Linked DNA regions of Mus musculus: all the other regions are linked to region 3. The links are chromatin contacts, called in public HiChIP or PLAC-seq and promoter capture Hi-C maps. All regions are on one chromosome and are shown on one strand. Each heading gives the region's core, a stretch centred on a gene start, on an enhancer-like site or on the middle of the called end of the contact. The rest is flanking DNA. Distances are from core to core; before and after follow the strand shown.

Region 1 (3,965 bases), core at 210-2,709, 2.2 Mb after region 3:
CTGCCCCAGATCCCTACTTGTGCCATTTACCTCTATGTCTAGACCCTGCAGGGATTCATGTCACTTAAGTCACTTCCTCAGAGAGATCTGCCCTAAGAGACCTTTGCCATTTAGTCATCATCATCATCATTATTATTATTATTATTATTATTATTATTATTATTATTATTATTATTATTGTCAGGTTGGGAATCAAACTCAGAGCCTCCTGAATGCTGGGCAGGTGCTTGGCCACTGAGCCCACCCCCATGCCCAGTCACCTTCCAGTTAGTCTCAGGCTATCAGCTCTCCTAAGGGTCATCAGCCCCACTGGGCAGGGGTCCCGGCTGTCGGCTGTTGCTCACTAAGGAACCTCAGGCATCCTGACACAAGGCTCACAGGTGTCTGTGAAGGAAGACGAATACGCTCAGCTACAAGCAGGGGTATACGGGAGTAGGGGGATAGGGAGTGAGGGTGGGCACAAGAGCGCTGCCCCCTTGCATAAGGACCATCTCTTCCACAGGCCACGAGATGGGTTTTTTGAAACCCTTAATCCAGTACCTCCCTCAAAAGGAGCCCTGGGGGCCATACTGTACAGTATCCCTTGCACAAGCATCTAGAAGAAACGAAAGTGACTTGAGTACACACCCACAGGATAGTTCTATTAATGGCTTCAGGGCAACGAGTCAAGCATTATAGCTCAAGCATATCCCAGCACTGGGGAGGTAGAGGCAGGAGGATTGGGGATTCAAGGTCATTAGCTATGTAGAAGGTTTGAGGCCAGCCTGGGCTACATACAACTGGAGAAAGACAGAGAGAGGAAGAGAGGGAGAGGGAGAGACAGAGAGAAGGAGAGGGAGAGCCAAAGGCAGAGACAGACAGACAGACAGACAGACAGACAGACAGAGACAGAGAGAGAATATGAATCACAAGTGCTGGTGAGGATGTGGGGTAAACAAAGCTTCACGAGTAAGAGCAAATGGTGTGATGTTCCCCAGAAGGTTAAAGGGGAAAGCCACCACCACAGATGAAAACCACGGGCCCAGGCAGACACCTGTGTACCTAACCTCAGCCCTGCACAGCCACCAAAGACAAAGACAACCCGAGTCCCACAGCGACCACAGCCTGCGTAAGACTGACACACAGTGTGGCAGACACAGGCCCAATTTTGGAGGGAAATGCCAACTGACGACAGATGCTGACATAACCCAGAGGGAACCGTCTCTGTGCCAAAAATTACTCGAGAACAGGGCCTCACTCAAGCAATGGAGAAACTGAGGCACAGAGTGGTCTTTCTGAGGTTACTGAATGGAGCTGGGGTTGGAGCCCAAATGGTCTCGCTCCAGAGCCCAGGGTCTGAACCATGTACCTTGGTGATTCTTGGCTGGACCCCACAGGAAGCTGGTCTTCAGTACAGGGGTAGATCTTTAACCAGGCCATCCCCTGGGGCCACACCCTACATCAGCGTCATCCGCTGCATATCCACATAATGGCTGCAGAAGTCAAAGAAGCTAAGTATAGTGTAGTGCCCTTTAAAAACATCACTTTGAACTGAATAGACGTTTCTAAAAAAAAGAAAAAAAAAGAAAAAAAAGTGCAGAGCCAAGAGTAGAGGTGCACACATTTTTATCCCAGCAATCAGGAGGCAGAGGCAAGTGGATCTTTACGAGTTCCAGGCAAGCCTGGTCTACACAGAGTTCCAATCTAGCAAGTTATAAAGAGTGAAACCCTGTCTCAAAAAAACAAAACCAAAAAGTAGATGTACGTTGGGCCCAGGTTGCCCCTCATACTACCCTCCCCTTCCATGGTGAGAAAAGGCTGGTGGACCTACAACAGCAAACCACCTGCTGTGGACAAGACACCTTGGTTGCTCACTTTCTGTGGCACCCCATTCACTCTTCCCAAGAATGTTCAGGAACGTGCTCCCGGGACCCCAGTTCTACAACCAACGTGAAAAGGCTCAGAGAGATCAAATCCCTTGCTGAGAGTCATACGGCAAGCAGGCAAGTCGCAGGGCCCACACATGCACACTCTATTAAAAGGATGCCCCTGTGACCCACAGGGAGCCACAGACTATAATAAGCTTCCCCCTAAAACCAGGAGCAAGAATCAAACTTTACAGGGTTCTGAAAAACCAGGCAAGACTTGATACCCTCACAAGACAGGCAAGTGAAGATTGTGCCAGGAGCCAGGAACCCTGCTCTGTCACTTGTGGTCTGGGGACTGCCACTAACTTATAGCCACAGCTGAGATGCTGCATTAGAAATGAAGGTGACACATAAGGGTGTGGGCTTGGTCAGTGCCAGGCTCTGTGCTGAAGCCATGCACATGGAGGTGGAGCCTCCAAGTGGGTCCTTCACAGCCCAGGGTCATCTCATGCTTGCCTTGCTCCACCCTAGGTTTCCTGGGTAGAGAAGAGGATAAAGCTGGCTTCCGGCTCCACATGGAAACTCAAGCCATTCCAAATAGTGGCCCCACAAAGAGGACAGGGCCCAAGAGGCAGACATGTCCCTGGAGACAGGAGCTGGGGCCACTGGCATGATTGCAGGGTGACCCAGCCCATTTAACGGTGCATTCCCAGCCAGAAGCAGGCCACACTAATTAAGTGGAAACCATCTTTCTGCAAATCAATTTCTGTAGCCCTCAAACTGGGTCAGAGGTGTCATCAGGACACGCCCACTTCTGGTCTACAGCTCCAAGCCTAACTTCCTGCTGGTTCACCCTCCCCATCCTAGGCCAACTAGGCGAAGATCCCAAGAGGAGGGGCACTAATAGTTTCTCTGGGTTGAGGAGGCCTTGTCCCTTTGGCCATGCCCATAGTCTGACTTCTAGCTGTGGCAGTGGGTGACTCACTGCCTGCAAAGCATCGTAGGATATAGTTCTTTCTCTCTCTGTGCTTGCTTACAGCAAGCTGTATAACCAGTCACTTTTCATTTCCTCCCTCTCCCTAGGTTACTGCTAACTTATTTTGTTTGTTTGTTTGTTTGTTTGTTTGTTATTCTATGTATAGCTCTGGCTGTCCTGAAACTCTGTAGACCAGGCTGGTCTCGAACTCACAGAGATTCGCCTACCTCTCTGCCTTGTGAGTGCTGGGATTAAATGCATCCTATTTCCTGATTTGCACACTTTTGAAATATGCAAATTCAAATATAATCATATAACATGTGACCTTTCCTGTCTGACTTTTGTCATGAAGTCCAGCTCAAACCTACTGTGGCATGTGTCTATACTTTATTCTTTACATGGTAGAATAATATTCCATTGTATGGATATACCACATTTAATGTATCCATTCATCTGCTGACAAGCATTTGGATCAGAGTTATCATAAAAATGCAGGTAAGTTTATATATGGACATAAGTTATGGAGATAGTTGGCAGTACGACAGCTGGTTCTGTATGCATTTGTTTAATGGGACTCCTTATCCCATCTCTCTGAGGCTACCCTAGCTGTTGGCTCATCACTGTTCCAAACAGGCCTACCAACAGCCATGGTTTCATCCAAGTGGCTATAACTGATAATCATCACTGTCCCCACAAAAATGCTGAGGTCCAGGGAGGCAAAGCAGATGCACAGAGGTGTCAAGACACAAGCCAGTGAAGGTCCCTCTTCTTTCTGTCACCACTATAGAGTCAAAGGGGTAAGGGTATAGCCAGGGCTAAGGGAGGGAACGAACTATGGGAAACCCTAGTCCTCCCTCAATCTTGTGGCAAGGACCCATCTCAGCTCACAGTCACATGGGAGTTTAACCTGTGACAGGAACATTGGTAGGAGAAGGAATGAACCTGCAAAGCTCCTGATTTGCAACAGGAGGAGAGGTCAGTAGTGCCAGTGGTCAGACAAGAAGATCTCATCCCCTGCAAGCCACTGCTGGAAACACCCCCCAGCCCACCCATTTGTTTATCTTTGCCTCTCTGAGATGTATGTGGGGAGAATCAGCTAGCATCAGGAAACAAGCTGACAGCTGGGCTGTGTGCCTCTGAGG
Region 2 (3,772 bases), core at 474-2,973, 2.5 Mb before region 3:
AAACCGGGGCTGGCAACATGGCTCAGCGGTTAAGAGCACTGACTGCTCTTCCAAAGGTCCTGAGTTCAAATCCCAGCAACCACATGGTGGCTCACACCATGTGAGAGGGTGAGATCTGACACCCTCTTCTGGTGCATCTGAAGACAGCTACAGTGTACTAATGAATAATAATAAATAAATCTTAAAAAAAATTCAAAATCTGATGAAGTTCCCATCGAATGCAAAAGGCTTTCCCATGATTGCATTATAGAGCAGGATCAGGAAAAACAAAAAACAAACAAACAAACAAAAATAAGCAAGCAAGCCAAAGCCAAGCCAGCTGTCTGGAGACGGGGCTGTCTGTCCAGTGAAGTGTAGATTCCATTCTCTGTGGGTTGACTCTAGTTAAGCTGGACATGGCTATCCTCTCTAGCATCCACTTCTAGAAGAGGCCAGCTTGGGTTCAGGGGAAAACCCACTCTAAGGTTTAGGTGCCAGAACCAACTCTATTGAGGAAAATCGTCTTTCCACACAAGGGTCTGAAGTGGAACTCCAGAGTGGCAGGCGATGGGGAAACGTTTAAAATAGAACAGGCCCTGACAATGGCGGTAGGGGGAGGTCTTTCATAGCTCACCCTTGCCATATGGGTAACTTGTCAGATCACTAAAAACCAGAGACTAGCCGGGCAGTGGTGGTGCACGCCTTTAATCCCAGCACTTGGGAGGCAGAGGCAGGCGGTTCGAGGCCAGCCTGGTCTACAGAGTGAGTTCAAGGACAGCCAGGGCTACACAGAGAAACCTTGTCTCGAAAAAACCAAACAACAAAAAACAAAAAAAGCCAGAGACTGGTAAATTGCTTAATACCTTCTTGCAGAATTTAATATGTACGTGCATTACCCTGTATTTCCCACTTGATGCTCCCAAACCATCCTTGGAAAAACAAAAGCAAAATGCCTTCGCTGAAACCGTTTAATTTCCAGACGTTCAATTATCAAGAGATACTTCAAAATGAAGGCACGGGAGCCCGAGGCAGGGGAATCAACGCGATTTTCAGGCTGGTCTAACAAATGAGATCCTGCTTTTTTTTTTTTTTTTAAAGCAAAAACCACAAAACCTAAATAATTTCCATTCCAATTCCGGGCAGCATCCACCGCCTGGGCCTCGTCCAATTAATACCTTCTTGGCTTCTCTGCGGACCCAAAGAGACGACCCACGGCGAGGGTTGTGGACCGAGTGCAAGCGCCCTTGGTTGCATGTAAGAAACTCCGCCAAGCATTCCCGGAGGCATCAGCTGGCGCAAATACTCCCGCAGCCCACCGAATCCCGTTGGCTTGGGGACTTCAAGAGGACAAGAAGGAAGCAGGCTATGCCAGGGGAGCGGCAGCGGCTCGATAGCTGCAAGGCAAGCCGCCGCCTCACGTGACAGCGAAGAGGAAGTAGGCACGCCCAAAAGCCTGCCGGGAGCGAACCCAAGCCAGGGGGCGGAGGGAGCGAAAAGAATAACAGGAAATGACTTAAGACGCACGTGCTTCGGAGAGGGGTTGGAGCTGGGGCTTCGAGAGGCCGGGCTACCGCCGTACGCCTGCGTAGTTGCGGCGGGCCGAGCTGCCGAGTCACCGAGGTGGGAGGAGCGTGAACGGTGGGCAGGGCGCGAGCCGAGGTTGCGCAGGCGCAGTACAACTCTAGAGGCGCGGGCCACCCTATCGGTGGGGTTTGGATCCGGGTCAGACAGACGCGGCGGACGCGGAGAGACGCTCGGAGCCGACGGGGCCGGATTCCCGGGAGCGCCCCAGCTGCGAGGAGGTGAGTGGCCGGACGGGACGAGGAGGGCCGGGGACGTCGTGTCCGCCAGGCCTCCCACCCGCGGGAGGCGGAGTCCGGCCCTCCCGTCTGGTCGCGGCGTTTCCCTGCGCCGACTGCCCGGCCCGGCCCTCGGCTGCCGCGGCCTGGAGTGCCAAGTTGCGCGGCCTTCGCTTCCCGCCTTCCTGCGTTCCCGCGGTGTCCGGGCCGCGCCGGCCACAGCTTCCCCTTTCGCTCTCCTTGCCGCCCTTTGCCCCTTCCCGCCTTTTCCCGCCCTGCGAGTCGCACTCCTCTCCGCTTGCGTCCTGCGGCTTCTGCGCCGCAGCTTCACTCCTGCCTCCTCTCGGAGTCCGTGGTTGGCCGGGGCGGACAGGGTAAAAGCCGAGACAGCTCCCCGCTTGGGTGTCCCCGGGTTCTGACCTTTTCCCAGCCGACTCCGCTTAACCGTGATAGGCAGAAAGGAACGAACGTGTCGCTTTGCCTGTAGTCCTGTGATTTTGAGGGGTTGAGTGGGTGTGCCCAGAGAGGTGTGGATGTGTTCTCGTCCTAGGGACAGATTGATTCTATCCGGGCCGTTCTGGATAGGGTTGGTTAGTTTGTTGTTGTTGTTTTTCCTTTTCGGGACTCTGTAACTTTGAGAGGTTTGGGGAGATTTCTCCGCTTTAACTTTGTGAGGACGCGTGCAGATCTCATTTTCGTGCTGCTGAAAATGAGAAGTTCGACCGGAAACTTAAGGAGAGCTTAGTTTAAAGCTTCAGAGGTGTAAGCAAGACACTGCACACGGTATTGGTGGAAAGAAACTGGGATGTGATTTGACTTAAAACCACGAAAAGTAACTTCTTATGGGCCTTTTGCAAGTCTGAGGTCTTTGGGCATTCTTTGGAAGTAAGAGCAGTGAAGGGGTAATAGGAGAATTTCCCACAATGTAATGTAAATGAAGATAGGCAATCCACTCACCTGTTGTATAAAGCTGTTGGGTTGATGCTTCCATAATGGAAAGCTAGGAACTGGGAGGAGCATAACAACCCATTTGTAATTGCAAGCATGCTCTGATCTAGCCCCCTAGGTTAAGCCTAGGATACTCTTGCTCTGGCTTAAAGTAATTGAAGAAAAACATGAGCAGTCACAGTGGTGGACGTTTGAAAACAAGTTAGGCGATACTTTATTCTCAGAGTTTTTGGTTTGCAGCCAGATTTTTATTTTGGGCTGTTGGGGTTTTTAATGATATATCTGGGAGTGTCTCAACAAGAATGCTAAGTTTGTATTAACATCTAGGGTGGTCACCTGCCATACTATTAAGTCAGCACTGTGTAATTAGAAGTTGTGAGGCTTAGCTGGGAGGCTTCCTAGCCAAGTGTGAGTCCTGGAGGGTAGGAGTGAGATGCCCTCCCTACTGAAATGGGGTTCCTGGGACCCCTGTATTCAGTTCAGCCTCTGTTGTGGCATCCAAGGTAGAACTAGGAATCCTAGAAGTACTTGTGAAAGGAGTGGATCTCTGCCTGTGATGTTTACCAGTGTCCATGTGGCTTGGAGTGTACTTAAATGTTGACTGATTGCCACACAAGTCAGATTGAGAGAACTACTATAAACCTCACTATTAATTTTTTTTACTTGTATTATGTGTATGAGAGTGTTTTATATGAAGGGCAGAGTGCAACTTGGGAAGTTGTTTCCTCCTGTTACTCAAGTTCTAGGAAACAAGCTCAGGTGCTCAGGCTTAGTAGCCATTCACCCTTACTCTTTGAGCCATCTTTTCAGTCCTTACAAATTCAGCTTTCATGGAGTTGTGGTAGCAAAAAGAAATTGTTTACAGCCTGTGATAGATCTTTGGAGATGTGGGAGCTCCAGACACACCAGAACTTAACCTCTGCTTAGTATATAGAATATTGTGTGTTTGGAGGACTCCTACTCCTGTGAAGAATTAGATGAGTGAAACTTAGTCATGTGGATGAGGTTTCCTTGTGTTTGACCTGGTTAAATAAACCACGTGGGCT
Region 3 (3,843 bases), core at 1,228-3,727:
CTTCCAGTGTTATTGGGAGCCCTTCCCCCACTCACCTTCATTGTTTCTTTGGCCCTTTGGATGTTTGTTCTCTCCACTGGTACTGGAGATGGAACTCCAGGGCTTGGCTATGCCAGGGCAAGCACTGTATGCCCCCAGTAGCAAGTCTCTCTTCTGCCTTTAATTTTTATCTTGAGATAAGGTCTTGCTAAAGTTGCCAAGGCTGGCTCAAACTTGTGGTCCTTCTGCCTTAGCCTCCTGAGTATCTGGGATTACATGTAAGCACCAGCTTACTTGCTCCATACTGGTAATTATACCCTCTGTGCTATGTTTACCAAAGCAGTTGGCATTTGCATATTCTCCTCCAGAACTGCAGCGTGACATGTCTGTCTCTTCTGAAATATGGAGCTCTTTGGCATCTGGGAGACTGTCTTGCTTACGTCTTCATCTCTCAGAGTGCCTAGGTGAGACGAGGTACTTGGAAAATTGGTTGAATAAATAAAAATAAATTGGAGTACAACATATCTTATATACTCATTCATTCAAGAAATATTGAGTGTTTGAACATGTCTGCCCATGTTCCAGATGCTGAAAATAAGCAAAACAAACATTCCTGCCCTGAGGGACATGAAAGATAGGAGAGGTTATACAGGCCAGGCAGAGAGGCAAAGCACAGAAAAGGGAGACGGCATGGTGAGGGTGGGACTTGATATCCATCAAAGGAAATACCTTTTGAATAGAAATGTGAAGTGAGACACATCTTCCCGATGCTCAGGAGAACATATCCTAAGTGCAAGAGTCATTCATGTTCCAGGGGCAGGAAGGAGGCTGGTGTGGCTGGCTGAGGCAAGAGGAAGAAGGAAATGCGCTTAGTTAGAAAAAAGGTACAGATTGCACGTGATCTAGGGGTCCCTGGAATAAAGGCTGTTTTTTAAAAAAATAATGTGCCCAAGATAGAAACCATTGGGTTTTTTTTTATAAAAAAATGATTTATTTTACATTCTAATCGTTTTCCCTTCCTTCCTCTCCTCCCCCCCAGCCCCCAGGAACATTATTTTGGCTTAGGCTTTAACAAGATCCCAGTGACTGCTGTGTTGACTACAGGCTGGAATGAAGGAGAGCAGGTAGGGAAGATGCTATTGCAGTATTCCCAGCATGCAGATGTCTAAAGGTGGGGCTGGCAGGCTGGCTAATGGATTAAGATGGCTATGATTGGAAGAGAGGAGTGAAGGGTGGCTGAGACCTTTGGCCTGATCATTAAAAACAAAACAAAACAAAACAAAACAAAACAAAACTGGGCTTGACATGAACTGTATGTAATGAGGAAGATTGTGTAATAACCATATGCAGTGTGTTAAGGTACAAGTTCTAGTGTTTGATGCTGGACATGTTAAGTTTGACACATTGCTCACACTTAAAACATACATTTACTAACTGTGATAAATTCAGCTTTTTTTGTTTTGCTCTTTGAGACAGGTTCTTACTATGTAGTCCAGACTGGTTTGGAACTTGCTTTGTAGCCTAGGCTGATCCCAAACTTGCAATCCTCCTGCTTCAGCCTCTTTCAGTGAGATTATGGGTGTAGACCATCTTATACACAGCAATAAAGTCAGCCTCATTTGCTAAACACCAAGATAACGTGCAAGAAGCTTTATATAGACTGCCATTTAATCTTCTCACTCATTCTATATAATCCTAACATTTTGTTGCCTTTTGTGGATGAGCAATTGTGGCCAGTTGATATTCGATATAAGCTAATTTGGGGTTGGGACCCGCTCAGTCTTCAGAGCTCTATTTGTCAATCTGGATCCGAAGCAGTAGGGGACCACTTTCTAAACATATTTGCCACAGATTTAGGTTCTGTTGTGAAAAGGTGCCTGGAACAGGAACCAAGATTTTTAATTCCAGGCCAACAGCAGCTGTGAAAATGTACATGAAGGGAGCAGGTGTTTGAAAGCGCCACTATCCTAAGACAGTGTTAAAGAATCGGAGATCATGCCTTCGTTTCGGCCGCTATTTCTCTGAGTAAACAAGATACTAGAACCTGCCGTGAACCCTTAGTGGCGTTAAAGCAACTCCCAAATGTGGCTAATTTGGAAACACTGCACTGGAGAGAGGGCGCATGGGTCTGGGACCCTTGCCCAGACTACATCCTTTTGAAAGTTTAACCTCGTGTGGCCTTCCTTAGGTGGCCCTCAAGAAAGACCAGGATACGGAGCACAAAGGCCGGGAACCGCTTAGGGCCTCAGCATCCGCTCAGTTGTCCGCCTCCCCTGCCCCCGTGGCCCCCAACACAGAGAACGCTGGCCCGCAGCCGAGCTGCGCATGCGCTCTGGGTAAGGTCCGCTCCCCGCGACGTCAAGGGGCTTGCGCCCGTTCCCAAAGCCCCGCCTCCTAGCGCCTGAGGCGACCCGGGCGGGGGGTGGGGGGTGGGGTCGAGCCACGCCCCCAGCCGAGTCGAGGAGGGCCGACCGGAGCCGAACGCCTCCGAGTGCCACCGAGCTCGGCCGAGCGGCCGGGAGTCAGTTGGTGCTGCTCGTCTTCGCCCCAGAAGCAGTCCGTGGATCTGGCGTCGCCACCGCCGCCGCCGCCGCCTCCGCGGGGCCTGTGCCGGCCGGCCGCCCACCAAGGAAGGAGGGAGGCTCGCGGCGTGGGGAGAGCAGCGGGGGCCACGGGTGCCGCCGCCGCCGCCGCCAGGTGAGCGCCCGCCGAGGCCCAACGTCCCCAGAGCTGTCAGTCCCGGGCGTCTGTGTGTCTCCCCGCCTGTCAGCCCCTGTGTGTCTGCGAGCGCCTTCCCGCCAGGCCCGGCTCCCGCCCGGCCCTGTCAGCCGCCAGCACCCCCGCTCCGAGCGGCCCCGCCCCTTCCCCCCGATGTCCCGCCTTCCCCATCTGTCAGCGCCGCGCTCGCTCGCCGTGGGCTCCACGCCCGGGAGTCCAGGGTCTGGGTGGTCGCGCGGGACAGAGTTGCAGAAGGAGCCGAAGCGGGCCGGAGGTGGGGGGCCTGGCCGTGGGTGCGTGTGTCCGCATCCCGCGGGCGGCTGGCGAGCGGCTGGCACCGGTGCGTCTGGTGAAATGAGCGTCGGGACTCGAACCACTCCGGGGTACAGTGGAATCCTCCTTGCCCACGCGGAAACACCCGGGTTCTGGGATATCCAGATGGGCGTGTGAGCAGAGTTTGGGACCTGGGAAGCCTCTCCAGTTTGGGGTTTTCATTCAGAGAAACCTGTTGGAAGTGATTGGGGAGTGGGTGGGGTGTGGGGCTTAGGGTGCAAAGTACCTGAGAGCTTGAGGCATTCTGAGTTGTGTGGCTTGCATTTGTGAACAGTGATTGCCAGGGTAGTGTGTCCTGTGAGAAACTGTTATGTGACGCGGGTGGGGGTGGGGGTGTTAGAGAAGGGAAGGCATGCTCTTTTCTGCCTTTCTGGATGTCATGCCAACACATATATTTATCTAGATAGCCTAAAATGTTTATTCATGAGGCATCTACACATTTTTTTAATGAAAAAAAAGAGTACGGCACTTTTCATATATATATATATATATATATATATATATATATATATATATATATATATACACATACATACACACACACACACACACAAACACACATGGTCTCGTATGTTGCTATCTTGATTTATTTTTTTGTTTGTGGTAACGTAGCATCACAATATTTCAAAACTAACAGAAATGTGTTCTAAAATAATTGGTAGCTTGCCGGATAATTCTCAACCGAGGAGAAAAGATCCAAAAGCACACTTCATTAGCTGGAACAACTGATTTCGGGCTTAATTTGCTTCTAAGAGACATACAGTGGAAAAATCCAGAAACAGCAAAGAATGTATCAAAGAGACTTAGGAAATG
Region 4 (3,650 bases), core at 99-2,598, 2.2 Mb after region 3:
AGGGTGGGGTACTGACTTTCCCCAACATCTGGGCCACATACCAAAATAGCTCAATTGTGACCAACAGGAAGTTTAAGGCCAAGGCATTGGGCCCTGGGAGAAGCGGGAACAGGCCACCAAGGTGTCGTCACCTTACCCCCCATCCCCCAGGCTGGCAGAGTCTTAACTTGGTTCTTCTCTATGCACACACTCATCCTTGCTGCCTTGAGGAGAAGGGACCAGGGTGCGCATCTGGGCACCGTGAGATTGGCCCTTAAGGGGAAGAGTGCTCAGTGGAAGCGGAGCCATGGGATAGCAGGAGGCACAACAGATGAAAGGCTGTTGGTGGGGTTGCTCCTGCTACTGAGCGTACTCCTGAGAAGAGCACAGTAATGGGAGGTCTTAGAACTCCTTCATTATCCTGAGCCCTGATTGGTCAGAGGTCTTGGTAAGGGCCTGAGCCCAGACAGGGATTGGTTCTAGGGCAGGCCTAGGCCTTAAGTTGGCCCAACCAGAAGCTTTCTCTTCCCTCTGTCTGAGGAGCCAGGAGACTGAAGCCAAGGTGCTCTGAAGGCAGTCTCTACATGCAGCCAGTGCTTGGTGGTAAAGGAGATGAATAAGGGGTCCTTTGAACAATGAGACGCTGGACTCCAGCTAGCCAAACCAACACACCTCATATATTATATAACCCAGTTCCTTATTACCCAGAATATCTTAAAGTGCGGCAAGGATGCTTTTAAAGATGCAGGTCTAGGGACCCCAGGAAGGGTTGTGGCCTCTTGCAGAAGACTATTATCAATATGCGGACTTTCCCCTACAAAGGCCATTACAGACTCAACAGGTCTAAGTGGAAGGCCAGCCTTGAGGAAGGGAAGAAGGTCAAGGCTGGGTTCCAACAGCATTCATGTGTGTTGACTTGGGAGAAAGGACACACACATGCACACGCACACAGGCGCGCACACACACACACACACACACACACACACACCACACACACACACACACAGGAGGGAGCAGCTGATTGACACATCTTTGGAATCAAGCCTACCAGTTTGAGAAAAACAACACGAGGGAAGGTGAATTCGAATTGAAGAGACTGTCGAACATGAGTCAGAGAGAGAGCGTTTCAAAGTTCACACTGTTAAAATGTTCGGCTTTTTCTCCCAGTTCCTCGGCTATTCTTCTCGGCGGTCTTGGCAGGCGCTGCGGGAGGAAGGGCCACGAGTGCTTTTCTCCTCGTGTTTCCTGTGCCACTGAGCATGAGGGGAAAAAGAAAACAAAACAAACAGCCCGGGTGGGCAGCGGCGGCGGGGCGGGCGGTGCCTCCTCCCTTCCAGCTCTCACTCAGGGCTTGCTTCTTCACTAAAGGGATGCACACCCCCGCCCTCCCACAGTACAGCTGCATAACATCACCCTCGAGAGCTCGAGATGCTCCACGCATGAGCAAGGAGACTTGCTCCAGATATCCGAATTAGCAATCTCCTCTGTCCCTCCGGCCCCACCGTCAGGGGACTCGGTGCACTGACTGTCCTACTCCTGCAAGAATGACCCCTTTAGACTCTGGGCACAGTCACCATACCCAGGCCTCCTGGTTCTAAACCTGATGGAGGACCAGGGTCCCCAAGGAACTGCTCCTCAACTCTACTTCTCCCAGACATGTCACTTCATTCAGATCTCTTAATGGTGACCCTGAAGCTCATTTACAGGGTTTCACATTTATAAAGAAGAGAGGCAGAATTCATAATTCATCGGAATAAAGAGTGACCAGATAACCCATGGCCCGGGCTCTCTCTGGAGATGAATCATGGTCAGCTCTGGGGCACCAATGACATTTCCTTGGACTAGTTGAGGACACTGGTTGCTTCAGCCTCAGGTAGAATCAGACTTGTGGGCAGGTAATATAGGGATGCTGTCAGCCAGGCCTGAGGGAAAAAAACTTCTAATGCAAAATCAGAGGCCAGCCCTAGAACAATGTTGGGGTCCCTCTCCCCTATACTCAATAACCACCCATCAGGCTGCAAAGAGACAAGGGCCAGCGGTGTGGTAGACAGTTTCCCAGGAGCCCCAATCCTGACTGGGCTGGGAAAGCATCCAACAGAATAAGGATTTTGCTGAGCATGTCTGGAGCCCGCATCTGACAACACAACCTGTCAGGTCCATTCCAAGCAGATGATGGGTTGATGTTTGGGGTTGGCGCTTCATGTAAAGGTGAGATGGCCTCCTTAGGCTTCCAAGAGATGGATTTCAAAGGGGTCGATGGTTCAGTGGACACAGGAAGCCCATGAACACATCAGTCATCCACACTGAGCCTCCTGTTAGACACGTGAACCCAGAGAAGCCAGACTACTTGTAGGTAAGAATGCCAGTGTGGGGAGGGGCCCAGGGGACACACACAAAGGACAGGGACATGCAGATATAATATCTGTAAACGTCCCATGTGGTCCCATCAATCACAGTCACCGGTTTCCCAAAGAAGCTTATATAACAGCTAGGTAGAGGGAAATGGGAGTCATATTACGAACACAGTTCCTCCAAGATTGGGGGTGTGGAACCCCCACCCCCATCCCCTGTGCAGAAACAGAAAAAAAAAAAAAAAAAAAAAACTTCCTCCAAAGCCAGAGGATCATTTTCAAAGCAGGCCACCTGCGGCCACAGAATACCCTCCTAGATCATAGGTCATTAAACAAGGGACAGCTGTTGGGAGTGTGAAGAACTCGTCCCCTCTGCACCCCTCCCTGCCATCTGACATTCTTGACCAAGCTTTCCTCCCTTGTACTAACTCTTAGGTTGCTGGAGTCCATTTGGGGCAGTATAAGGAGAGAGAGATTATCAATGGGAAGTGATCAACAATGACTACTATGGCCAAAGAAGAGAGCAGGGACTATGAACACATCAACTGCAATTCTGGTCTACAGCATGCTTGCCTAAACTTGGATTTCAGGGTCTGCCTTTTGCCCCCTTGATTAAGATTCTAGTCCTCAATGTGGGGATATGGCTTAGTGAGTAAAACTCTCTGCTCAAACATGAGGACCAGTGTTCTGATCCCTAGAACTTACACAAACAGTGCTCTGGAGGGGCAGCCAGGGGCTCCCTAGATCAGATTGCGTAGATGAACTGGAAAGCTCGAAGTTCAAGTGAGAGGAAGACACCCAGCATCAACCTTGTAATGGCTGCTTTTGGGTGTCAACTTGACCCAAGCTAGAGTCATCAGACAGGAAGGAGCCTCCATTGAGGAAATGCCTCCATGAGAACCAGCTGTAAGACATTTTCTCAATTAGTGATCAATAGAGACGGGCCCAGCCCACTGTGGGTGGTGCTATCCCTGGACTGGGTTCTGGATTCTATAACAAAGCAGGCTGAGCAAGCCATGAGAAGCAGACCAGTAAGAACCACCACCCCCACCACCCCCCACCCCCACCACCCCCACCCCCATGGCCTCTGCATCAGCTCCTGCCTTCAGGTTCCTGCCCTGCTTGAGTGCCTGACCTGACTTCCTCCAATGATGGACCATGATCTGGAAGTATAAACTGGATAAATCCTTTCCTTCCCAACTTGATTTTTGATCATGGTATTTTCATCACAGCAACAGAAACTCTAAGACAAACCGCTAGCTTCTACATGTGTCCACATACATATTAATACACACACATACACAAGCATGCATGCGCGCG
Region 5 (3,584 bases), core at 203-2,702, 2.2 Mb after region 3:
ACAGCCTCTGTCAGAACTATGGGATGATCAACGCAGCCCTACTTTGAAAGACAAGCACAAAGAGACAAACGGAAGCATGCATGAAATGCAAAAATAACCCCAAATCCTTACGCAGGACAGAATTTACTTTTGAACTCTAATTTAAAACACGAGGTCGTGGAGGGAGACACTCAAGGCCAGACACGAGGACTAGAGAGAACACATTAGAACCCAACTCTGTTTCCCAGCACCTAATCTCTGACTCCAGTCACAGAAGATCACCTGCCTAAGGCACCTACACTCTTGTACACATTCTCACACATATAACTTTGAAATAATACATCTTTTAAAAGGTGCTCACGGGCCATTTTAAAGAATACATTTCATCTCTATTGGAGATTATTTTGGGAAGCCAAAATAACATGATCAATTTAAGCTTTTCGTAGGTCTGTCTGTCTGTTGGTTTTTTGTTTTTTTAAGATAAGGTTTCTCTGTGTAGCCCTGGCTGGCCTTGAACTCACAAACATCTGCCTGCTTCTGCCTACCGAGTGCCCGGATTAAAGGGCCGTGAACCCATGCCCGGTTCATTTTAAGTTTATTAAGTCAAGCTTTGGCTAAACTGTTAACTGATAAACCCCGTTGGTTTTATCTTCAAAATACTTCCAGGATCGGACTGGTGCTGGTAAAACTCATCTCACTTGGACTATTGCAAACTGGACCCTTGTGCCTGAGACAGCCCATCCTCTGGAAGATAAAGACTTCGTGGTGTACCCTTAGCTCCTAGCACAAGGCTGACGAACTTGTGTTCAATACCCTACTGCCTGGCATGACGGCTGAAGCCGAGCGCGCCCTGCCCGGCAGGCCCTCACCTGCGAGGAGACGCCGAGGTGCTGGAAGCTGTAGTCCAGCAGCAGTTCCTGCAGTTCCAGGTTGACCGGGACGTTGCGATCGAAGGGCGAGCGCAGCATCCAGCGCAGAGGCTCCAGGCTTCCCAGCGCGTTGCCCACCTGCGGCCCCGGCCCGCCGCGCGCCCCGCCGCGGCCGCGCGCACACACGGCGCGGAACTGCAGGCGAGGCTCGGGACCGGGGTCCGGCCCGGGGCACGCCCACCCGGCCCGAGCCTGGAACGACCCGTTGTCCAGCACCAGAGGCACCGGCTGCGACCCGAAGGCCACCGGCCCGGCTTCGAGCACGGGATCCGGAGCAGAGCGGGCATCTCGGAAGCGGAACACGTTGGCCTCCATCTTGGCCAGCGCCGGTCCCGCCCCGAAGCCGAGTGCGTCACGAAACCCCGGGCCGCGTCTGAGTCTCTGGGCCCCGAAGCGTCCGGAAGCCTCCTCCTTACGGGAGGACTCGCTGGTTTCAGCACCTGATTCCCGCCTGGCGCTCCAGAACTTTCTGTGGGTTTCTATTCCCCGCTGATCCAGGCCTCAAGTCCAACCGTAGCTCCAGCTTGTCCGCAACAGCCTCCTTGTGGCCACGCCTCTTCGCGCTAACTGGCTGTCCACGAGCCCCGCCCCCAGCTCCGAACATGGAGGCGTAGCCACGCCCCTTGCTCTAACTAAGGGACCAAAGGCTCCACCCACACTGGGCTGGACTCCGCCCCTCCCTGTCCCCTTACTCTCCCTTGGTCTCTGTCTGCATAGCCTTGCAGATCTAGCCCTTAGTTTTGTGACCGTGTTAAGCTAATCTCCTTCCCCTTTGACTTCTTTTTCTGTTCATTTGTTTATTTATTGCGTGATGGGTGTGGGAGCGTGCCAAGATGCCTGTTCTCTTCACCCAATAGGTTCCAGGGATGGAACTCAGGGCCCTCAAGGGCCCAGTCAAACTCCAAACTCTGAGGTACTACTAACTTCAGTTTCTGGGAGTGGCAGCTAAAATGAATATTTAGTGAGTTTGTAAAAATTCATCAAGCTGTCTACTTAAGATTGAATATTTCACTTTTTGTTTTGTTTTGTTTGGTTTGCTTTTTTGAGACAGGGTTTCTCTGTGTAGTTCTGGTTATCTTGAACTTACTCTGTAGACCAGGCTGGCCTCGAACTCAGAAATCCGCCTGCCTCTGCCTCCCAAGTGCTGGGATTAAAGGCGTGTGCCACCACTGCCCTGCTTTGTTTTTGGTTTTGTCTTTGTTTTTGTTTTTAATCATGTCGTTGTATCTCATGCTGGCCTTCAACTCTCAGCCATCCTCCTGTTCCAGCCTTTTATGTATTAGGGTTATTGACATCTCACACACACACACACACACACACACACACACACACACACAGATACACACACAGACACACCAGTTTACCCCTTGTTTTGGAGTGCATTCTATAAAAGCTTCTGGAATACAGAAGAGGATATGGGAGATAATTTTTTTGAGACTGGATCAAGTGGGAGATAATTTTTTTGAGACTGGATTAAGTGTCTTCATTTTATCCATTGCCTGATTGAACATTTGACTGAATTCCTACCAGGACGGCTCCACCCGATAAGATTGCCCTGAAAGCCTGCTGACCATCCTCCCCTCTCCCACCCACCACCCAGCTTGCAGCTGTTGTTTGGGGCTTAGACACCCTGATCACCACTCCAGCATTGTTTTTTTTTTCTCTTTCCTCTTTCCCCAAGCACGCCACGACAACTCAAGTTTTCTGTTTTCTTGATTGCTGTATTTTCTTTCTTCTTTTAAGCTTTAGCCCTGCACTTTGAAGGCTGGTTTATTTACATGACGTTTTAAGAAAAGTGGCAAAAAAAAAAAAAAAAAAGCCGGCCTTGGTGGCGCACGCCTTTAATCCCAGCCCTCAGGAGGCAGAGGCAGGCAGATTTCTGAGTTCGAGGCCAGCCTGGTCTACAAAGTGAGTTCAGGACAGCCAGGGTTATACAGAGAAACCCTGTCTCGAAAAACAAAAAAACAAAGAAAGAAAGAAAGAAGGAAGGAAGGAAGGAAGGAAGGAAGGAAGGAAGGAAGGAAGGAAGGAAGGAAGGAAGGAAGGAAAGAAAGGAAGAAAGGAAGAAAGAAAGGAAGGAAGGAAGAAAAAAAAGTGGCAGCCCACTACGGTGGCACGGGCCTGCCATCCCAGCACCTGGAATGCGGGAACAAAAAGATCTAGACTCTAGATCTTACAGTTCATGGCCAGCCTGGGCTACACAGTGAGATGGAGGCCAGCCAGGGGATCTGAGATCCTGTCCTTGCCATTTTATTTTTTTGCATTTTTTAAAAAGAAAAAACGTAAATAAACAGAGGACCATCAAGATGGTGAGCAGTTAAAGACACTGATGCCCTCACAACCCAAATTTGATCACAGGTCCCACAGGGTGGAGGAAAGGAACTGACTCCTGCAAGTTGTCATCTGACCTCCACATGCATGCATGGTATATGTACACACACACACACACACACACACACACACACACACACGAAAGAAATTTGAAGTCACATTACCCTGCTGAAACCCAGGTTTTAGTTTGCTCCATCCTCGGGCCATAGTTCATGCTCCCCACTTTCCAGGAAGAGCACCCATTGCTTTTACACCAAGAGGTGCCTGCAGGTTGTACTGTTATCAGTTCAAATTCCCCTGGGCCTTACCTACTTCTGCTTCCTTCCTGGGAACCTCCCATGGTCA
Region 6 (3,404 bases), core at 484-2,983, 2.5 Mb after region 3:
AAAGTACTCCAAGAGGGAGAGACAGACAGACAGACAGACAGACACCAAGAAAAGCATGGTCCCTGCCATCAAAACCTTACAGAAGAGCTTAGGAGTACAACACAGAAAAACATGTGGTCAGCTACTCTACAATAATGCCAAGATGGGCAGGGCTCAGGGGAGGCAGAGGATCTTGAAGGGACTGTTGAGAGCTGGGCAATAGACAGAATTGATGCATATGAGAAGGTGTATGTGTTCGGGTAGGGTGCTGAGAAAACACGGAGGCCTGTCTTGTAGAAAGAACAGTGTATGCAAAAGTCCAGAGGCTAGAGAAACCATAACCATGAGTGCCGTATATTATGGGAAATTGTAAACCAACAGTTTTTGCAAGGAATGTATACATTTTTTTTAAAAGCTCTGCTAAGAATCCATAATTGGGTCTCACCCTCAAGGAGGCCTACCTACCAAAGGGGTGGTAGTCTGTGGATCTAAGGAAAAGTTCTCTCTTAGTGAACAGCTACCATCCTAGCACTCAGGAGGCTGAGGCAGAGAAATGGAGAGTTCCAGCAATAGAACAAGGGCGCGCTGGGGGGAAGGGAGTGACAATATGAATTTCTGCCAGTGGAATCCACGATCTTAACAAGCATCCTCCTGCACACATAAACTGGAGAGGCACTGTCAGACCTCTGAGATTACATGCTTTCACACTTGTCAAACCTCACTATAGCCCAGAACCACTAGGGGATCTCCGGAAAGACAAATACTAGAAAGATACTAGTATTTGTCTCCCCCTACCCTCTAGACATGGTGGTTTAATTAGTTTGAGGTGCTATGGCACCAGGAATCTTTTCAAAACTCCCCAAGTGATTTTTACCGTGCATCAAAGTTGGACATCCAATGACCTAATTGGTTAAGAACCTGGATCGGACTGTCAAGGCTGCTTGAGTTCAAATTACCCAGCTCTATGACCTTGGGCACCAAAGGCGCCCGATCGCTCTGGGCCTCGGTTGCCTGGTCCGTAGAATGGGGTAACAGTCCTGCCGTGCAGGGTGCTCAAATTCCCTATCTGGCCTGGGCCTGGCGGAAAGCAAGCATTTGCGGAGGGTGGCTGTTTACTCTCCTCGCAAGCGTCACCGTGCCCTGGGCAGTAGCATCCTCACCGGACGGCAGCAACTCCACCTGCCCCTCGGTGGACCGCATCCTCCCCGGAGTTGCCGCTGCCACTCCAGACCCGCCCCTGTCCCCAGGCTGCCAGGGGGGCGCTCCGCCAGTCCGACCCTCCCGGGTTCGCTCACACCCGGCAGAATCCGCGGGCCAGGACTGTGCTCCCGCGCCCGGTGCGGCCACTTCAGAACCCAGGAATGCGCCCGCCGACGCTCGGCCCCGGGAGCAGCGGAGGTTCAAAGAGCCCCTGCCTCAGTAGCTGCTGAGGAGAGGGAAAAAAAAAAAAAAAAGCACGGCGAGAGGGGAGGGTCCGGCCGCACCGCGCCGGCCGCCGCGTACCTGAGGCGACGGGCGGGGCCCGCATCGCTGGGCGGGCGCACCGCGGGCCGCACTCGGCCTGCCGCCTCACGCGACCCGCGCCATCCGGCCCGCGCTGCCACTGCCCCGGCCGGCCCTCCACCGGCAGTCAGTCCGTCCACCCGTCAGTGACTCTCCCAGGGCGCCCAGGGGACGACGAACACCGGTCGCTTGGCCGGCCGGCTGGGCTCCGTTCAAGCAACTTCCGACTGCCAGGGGCGGTGGCGTCAAATAATTCCCCAGCCGAAGGGACTACTGCGCCTGCGCGGCGCTGCTGACCCGCGACTTCTGAAGGGACCGAGTGGGCAGCGTCAAATAAGTCTCCGAGCCTGGAGCCGGAAGCTGCGCGTGCGCAGCCGTCCCAGAGGGCCGCGCGAAGCGCGATTGCCCACACCGCCCCCTTTCGGGCTTCGGTGGAGTGGGAGGAGTAAAGTGACGGACACTTACGTCATCGCGGTGCCAGCTCCAGAAGCAATCTGGCTTCTACATGTTCTTAGTGCAGAAGAGTAAGGGGCTTCTCTATGAAAAGTTGGCTACCATTCAGGCTAAAGGAATGTCTCACATCTCAGCATTGTAGCTCTTCCTTTGCCCAGCCCCTTATTACATGGGCGCAGCATTATTATGGGCAATGTCCTCGCCAGGCCTGACGTGCTTTAAAAGGATGATTCAGAACCTGTCACCAACGAGTTGTATCTGATCGGGGAGATAAGCTATTACTAACAAGAGATACAAGTTCGAGCACCTGCCATGCACCGGACGTTTTGCAAACAGTACCACTGTCAAGAATTTCGTTTCAACTTCCACGAGGAAAGTAACAACATTTTAGACGTACTCCCCACGTGTCAGGCTGAGAGGAAAGAGGGATGGAGACAGCTTCATAGAGAGCCTGGCCTTGTGACTGACCTTGGAACTCAGAGGTGGAGGGATCAGGGTGTTAGGCTGTGCAAAAAACACATTTGTATGGAAAGCAGAGAAAACGGTGACTGTCATCCTCAGAAGAGACCATGAACCAAGTAGGAGTGAAGAAGAAACTAGTGCCCTCGTAGAAGAGATAAAACAAGGATTCTTTAAGACCACAACCTCACCTACAGGAAGAGGGGAAGGGGTGGGTAACAATGTGCCAGGACAGTGTGTGGATGAAGCAGTAAAGTTCAATTAGACAGTTTTTGATAAGTGCTTTATCACATGGTCACTATTCCAAGCCCCTCTCTCCTTCCCACTTCTACACTACAGAGGCCAAAAAGCAAAGCCCCCTCCCCTGCTTGACAGCATACCAGTGAAACAAAGTTCTAGTCCATAAAGCATAAACCAAAGTTCCAAGGGAGACTTAGGATATAAAGGAAGTCCTGAGAAATTTTGTGTCCTTCAACTTTCCCCAACTTCATGATTGGAACCATGGTATAATACAATGCCAGGAGATGTGGCAGTCATTCTGAGATCTTGCAGAAGACTCTACTATAAATGTAAAACAAGGCAAAGAAACCTGCCTCTTTAGGACACACCAAGGAAACTGCATGGACTCTGTACTCCTTTCCTGCTTTAAAGAGGGTGGTGGGCCTTATTTATACCACAATCCATTGAGTTTTCTGTTACTTGCGACCACATTCCTAACACCGAATATTGAACATCTATGGAAGATCAGACTGATAGGGTTGAAGAGGAGTGGGTGATGGGAATTGGAAAAGTGACAGACACGGAGGACTGGGAATCTTTTTAAAGCACATGGAACTGCAGACATAGCTTAGTTGGTGGAGTATTTGCCTGGTGTGTTTGAGGTCCTGGGTTTGATTCCCAGTACTACACAAACCATATGTAGTAGCATATTCATCCTTGAACTTGTTACACAGAGTGCTTTGGGCCAGCTTGGGCTACATAAGGCCATGTCTCAAAATAAAAAAAAAAAA
Region 7 (3,488 bases), core at 406-2,905, 2.2 Mb before region 3:
TGTATACTGAAGAGATTCACCTGCCTGAGTGCTGTGATTAAAGACATGTGTTGCTGCTACCCGGCATGGTCACACTATTAAACAGATGGGAGTATCCATCAGTCACACACCTTCTTGCGCATTCTCAAGGGCTCCATTTAACAGACGGGAAAAGTGAGGCCGACAACGATTATGTCACACCAAGCTCCACATTTTTACACCCTAACCTCCCTAGGAACCGTAGCATGAAAAGCAGAGGCCAGTGTGCTGTTTAAAGAAAAGTCACACTTTTGTATATACACATACCCTTTCTCTTGCCCTTGTACGTTCTGGGCTATGCTCCAGGGAAAGGTGAGTCAGAGGCCAAGAGGGAAGTGGGCCACTGGGGTACAGGGAGTCACACCATGTGGCAGAGAAAGGCTCGTGAGGATGCAGGGGCACAGAGTCCACACTTCACAAAAGAGACCCTCAGATAAGCCCGGGGCTCTGGGATTAGTACTTCCAGATGCCCTTCCTGGGCACTGAACTGTCCTAGACACCGGGGCATGGGAAGCCACCCTGATCAGCACCCACAGACCAAACCAATACCCAACCCAGCCACGAAGAACTCTGCAAGTAAGCAAGCAGGCATCTCTGTGCCTTATCTTCATCCTAGGCCAGGTTCGGCCATCTGAAGACGGTGGAAAGGCGTTCTGAATTGGAAAGACCCAGAAGGAACACAGCAGAACCCAATTATCCCACGCCTTAGAAAGGCTGGAAAGCCCCGCGATTAGGCCCCAGATACACAGGTGTCCCAAAAGTCCAGACTTGACCCAGCCACCTAACCTCTAGGGAACTAAGAGGGAAACCCAGTTCCTGCCTTTGGCTCAGAGGCTGCTAGCAGAGCAGTCTCGTTGCACACCAATAGTCTTTACTCATCCCCAACTGCCCAAAACTAGCGTGGGACAGGAAGAAGGCTTCTGAAACCAAACCGAACCGGCCGCCGAAACCCCATGAGACAACGAATTCCCCGTCTCGCATCCCGCGGAGGGCCCAGGGGCTTTGTGCTTCCCGGAATGCTAACAAGAAAGGAACGCCAGCAAATTCGAGCCACTCTTGATCGACAAGTGTCTCCCAGGCTTCTGCCTTCCACTCGCTGCGACAAGGGGAGACATTCTCCCTACCCAGTAATGGGCCTCCAGCTGACACCGCGAGCGACAGCCTTCCTTCCCCACCCTGCAATTAGGCGGGAGATGATGGACCTCACCCAGGGCTGGGACCCGGTCTAGAGGGGGAACCCGCGCTTTCAGACTCCCGGGCCCAGGAGGCCCAGGAACCGAGCGAGGGGGTCCCGATAGCCTCTTAACGTGGCGCGCGCCCCTGCATCGGGCGGCGCAGGGTGCATTTCTCCCGGGGATCCCCATCTCACGCTTGCCGACCCAAGGAGAAGGGAGAGGACCCCAGCGCGCCCGCAGCCTCTCACCAGCGCGTCCGCCGAGACATCCCCCCGGCCCGGACCCCGCCGCACCCTTACGCCCGCCGGCCGAGCCCGGAGCGGGAGCCGGGCCGGGGTCAGGACTCAGGCTGCTCGAGCCGCTCCGGGCCCCAGGCGGTGCTCTCAGGCGTCAGCGTGTCTGCAGGTCTGGTCGCACGTTCCCAGGAACTGCAGCTGCCTAGGGAGCGCACAGAACCACTTTCCTATCTCCCGCCAAGTGCGTCGGCGCCGCCCGGCCCTGGCGCGCGAGCGCAGGGGCGGAGCATACGGAAGGGGCGAAGCGTACAAGACACGAGGGGCGGAGCCCGCGCGCCAGAACCCTAGGAGGGGCCTACTGTAGGGGCGGAGCCCAAGCATGGGGAAGAGGGGAGTGGTTTACCGGAGGGCAGAAACCGAATGTGCAAGCGGGCAGATGCTCTGTTAGTTGGCAATCTACTGTGTCCAGATACACCTACCTTAGGGATTCAATGAGGCGCGAGGCCTGGCTCTGTGTGAATCTTAGATAGACCCCGAGCCACACACATAGCAAAGACTGGAAGAACTGAATAGGAGAAACTTCCCGCCCAAATTGTCACTGCTTGGGACGGTCCAAGCCACTATCCCTAGAGCCCCCATGCTCCCTTTGACTGGGTTTGTATCTTTTCCTTTGCAAGCCTCTTGCTTCTTCAGCTGCCTCAGAGAGACCCAGCTCAAAATCCCAACATTTCTCTCACCAAACTTAAACCTCTCTTCTGTCCGGGTTAAATCTTTGTAACTCCATTTAGTAACGGCCTTCCAGATCACCACGCCAAGACACAGAGAGGCGAAATTAAGTCTTGCAGCTTTTGCTTGGGCCGTATTTGGACCAGGAACTCCCCACATCTTCCCCGACTGGGGTCTCCTGCCCATCTGCTTGCATTTGTGCGCATTTCCTCTGCTGAACTGTGAGCATTCTGGGATCCCAGCAGCCTTTCCTAGGAAATGTATTAAGCCCAGGGGGAAGGCTTGTTGGCTTACGTTCAATTTCTGATGGCAAGGGTTGTCTCTTTCAGGTTGTCATTTACTACCTAAAAACTGAGTGTCATCTTACTGGGACTCCCTGAAAGGATAGGAGCCTGGAAGAACCCCAGCCAAATGCCCTTTAGGCTCAGGCCTCAGATCTCTTTCCAAAAACTGCTGGCCCCTTTTAGACAGTACAACTCCGAAAACTTCATTTACTACAGAAGGATGAAGACTTGAAAGCTACAAGTTTTCACCTGGCTTAATTCAAGGCTTCCCCCCACCCCTCTCCCTTCAAAGGAGTTCATGTGGATCGCTGCTCTTCACGGCTAGTGTGCTTTACAGTGAGATCTCCTCGGGGGTGATTCCCAGCCTACCTTTCCCTAGTTCCATTATCTCAAATTATCAAACTTCTCCATGCCTGCTTCCTCACCTACAAAAACAGTTCATAGAAACCTTTGATCTTCATAACAACCCAATGAGTTATATGCTTGTATTACCCGATAGCAGATGGAGAAACTGAGGCACTGACTTCCCCAAACTGTAGTTCTAGAGTTTATAGTAAGGAAAGGGGTAAGGAAAGGGCAAATGGCTTTCCTCCTAGCATCTTTGGCTTGTTTGCAAATTAAATGGATAGGAAATAGATTAACGGGAGGAAACTCAGGTTTAATTACTTGCATATCCATTGGAGTCCTGTAAAATAATGACATCATACAAAGGCTCAGACGTTTGAAGCTTCCTGGGGTACAAAAAGGAATGAGGTCCAAGGACTTCTGTAGGAATGGTGGTGACACAAGCTAACTAGGGATAAGGAAAGGAATTATGTGGCAAACAGGTGGTCTTGTCATGCAGATAAAAGTCTCCCAGTTAAAAGAAAGATATAGGCATCAGCCGGTTCCTAGTACAGAATGCAGGCTAACGCAGATTTCCTTTACAAATGTAAATTTCTTTTACAAAAGGACTGCCTTGCAAAGTTATTTCCTTGTCTATAGTCCCTGCAGAATAACCAGGTCAAAGCATGTTGGAGAAGTGGGAGATTATTTTCTCCTACACTTTA

The links. Promoter capture Hi-C pulls out the DNA fragments that hold promoters and counts their contacts. HiChIP or PLAC-seq counts read pairs in DNA pulled down with a chosen protein or histone mark.
Region 1: a contact with region 3 is called in a promoter capture Hi-C map of pre-B cells. The contact joins the enhancer-like site here to the promoter of Zhx3 in region 3. A contact is called at or near these places in 6 of 39 promoter capture datasets (cranial neural crest, embryonic stem cells, frontonasal cranial neural crest and 3 more) and 2 of 115 datasets of contacts at active chromatin or transcription factors (astrocytes and large pre-B cells).
Region 2: a contact with region 3 is called in an H3K27ac HiChIP or PLAC-seq map of bone marrow-derived dendritic cells, with 8 times the contacts expected there. The contact joins the promoter of Oser1 here to the promoter of Zhx3 in region 3. A contact is called at or near these places in 5 of 39 promoter capture datasets (the 3T3-L1 cell line, cranial neural crest, hippocampal neurons and 2 more) and 1 of 115 datasets of contacts at active chromatin or transcription factors (bone marrow-derived dendritic cells).
Region 4: a contact with region 3 is called in a promoter capture Hi-C map of hippocampal neurons, with 7 times the contacts expected there. The contact joins the enhancer-like site here to the promoter of Zhx3 in region 3. A contact is called at or near these places in 11 of 39 promoter capture datasets (the 3T3-L1 cell line, the C10 cell line, the HPC-7 cell line and 8 more), 2 of 115 datasets of contacts at active chromatin or transcription factors (astrocytes and extraembryonic endoderm stem cells) and 1 of 9 other capture datasets (liver).
Region 5: a contact with region 3 is called in a promoter capture Hi-C map of pre-B cells, with 7 times the contacts expected there. The contact joins the promoter of Actr5 here to the promoter of Zhx3 in region 3. A contact is called at or near these places in 11 of 39 promoter capture datasets (the 3T3-L1 cell line, 3T3-L1-derived adipocytes, cranial neural crest and 7 more), 2 of 115 datasets of contacts at active chromatin or transcription factors (astrocytes and pro-B cells) and 3 of 9 other capture datasets (adipose tissue, liver and macrophages).
Region 6: an H3K4me3 HiChIP or PLAC-seq map of embryonic forebrain shows a contact between it and region 3, with 7 times the contacts expected there. The contact joins the promoter of Ralgapb here to the promoter of Zhx3 in region 3. A contact is called at or near these places in 4 of 39 promoter capture datasets (cranial neural crest, hippocampal neurons, liver and 1 more), 1 of 115 datasets of contacts at active chromatin or transcription factors (embryonic forebrain) and 2 of 9 other capture datasets (adipose tissue and liver).
Region 7: a contact with region 3 is called in an H3K27ac HiChIP or PLAC-seq map of large pre-B cells, with 3 times the contacts expected there. The contact joins the promoter of Mybl2 here to the promoter of Zhx3 in region 3. A contact is called at or near these places in 4 of 39 promoter capture datasets (the 3T3-L1 cell line, the C10 cell line, the HPC-7 cell line and 1 more) and 1 of 115 datasets of contacts at active chromatin or transcription factors (large pre-B cells).

The regions. Positions count from the first base shown.
Region 1 is chr2:158,716,450-158,720,414 of GRCm38.p6, reverse strand. The region is part of intron 2 of Ppp1r16b (protein phosphatase 1, regulatory subunit 16B); the gene reads right to left. Among named protein-coding and RNA genes, the nearest start is that of Fam83d, 50 kb to the left of the region's middle. Within about 2 kb of position 1,459, at least 71 of the 459 cell types and tissues checked have an H3K27ac peak or open chromatin away from gene starts, as enhancers often do. A contact at or near this core is called in pre-B cells, where this site is marked.
Region 2 is chr2:163,417,421-163,421,192 of GRCm38.p6, reverse strand. Oser1 (oxidative stress responsive serine rich 1) reads left to right here and starts at 1,723. Exons shown (of 4, transcript NM_025699.2): 1 at 1,723-1,781. 2900093K20Rik (RIKEN cDNA 2900093K20 gene) reads right to left here and starts at 1,422. Exons shown (of 1, transcript NR_151490.1): 1 at 832-1,422.
Region 3 is chr2:160,871,624-160,875,466 of GRCm38.p6, reverse strand. It overlaps Zhx3 (zinc fingers and homeoboxes 3), which reads left to right and starts at 2,477. Exons shown (of 4, transcript NM_177263.3): 1 at 2,477-2,676. It overlaps Gm35129 (a long non-coding RNA gene), which reads right to left and starts at 2,469. Exons shown (of 3, transcript XR_866921.2): 1 at 36-2,469.
Region 4 is chr2:158,685,654-158,689,303 of GRCm38.p6, reverse strand. All of the region lies in intron 1 of Ppp1r16b (protein phosphatase 1, regulatory subunit 16B), which reads right to left. Among named protein-coding and RNA genes, the nearest start is that of Ppp1r16b, 20 kb to the right of the region's middle. Within about 2 kb of position 1,348, at least 58 of the 459 cell types and tissues checked have an H3K27ac peak or open chromatin away from gene starts, as enhancers often do. A contact at or near this core is called in hippocampal neurons and liver, where this site is marked.
Region 5 is chr2:158,622,781-158,626,364 of GRCm38.p6, reverse strand. It overlaps Actr5 (ARP5 actin-related protein 5), which reads right to left and starts at 1,452. Exons shown (of 9, transcript NM_175419.4): 1 at 849-1,452; 2 at 1-38. The coding sequence starts at 1,223.
Region 6 is chr2:158,408,182-158,411,585 of GRCm38.p6, reverse strand. It overlaps Ralgapb (Ral GTPase activating protein, beta subunit (non-catalytic)), which reads right to left and starts at 1,733. Exons shown (of 30, transcript NM_001291138.1): 1 at 1,483-1,733.
Region 7 is chr2:163,052,802-163,056,289 of GRCm38.p6, reverse strand. It overlaps Mybl2 (myeloblastosis oncogene-like 2), which reads right to left and starts at 1,655. Exons shown (of 14, transcript NM_008652.2): 1 at 1,442-1,655. The coding sequence starts at 1,461.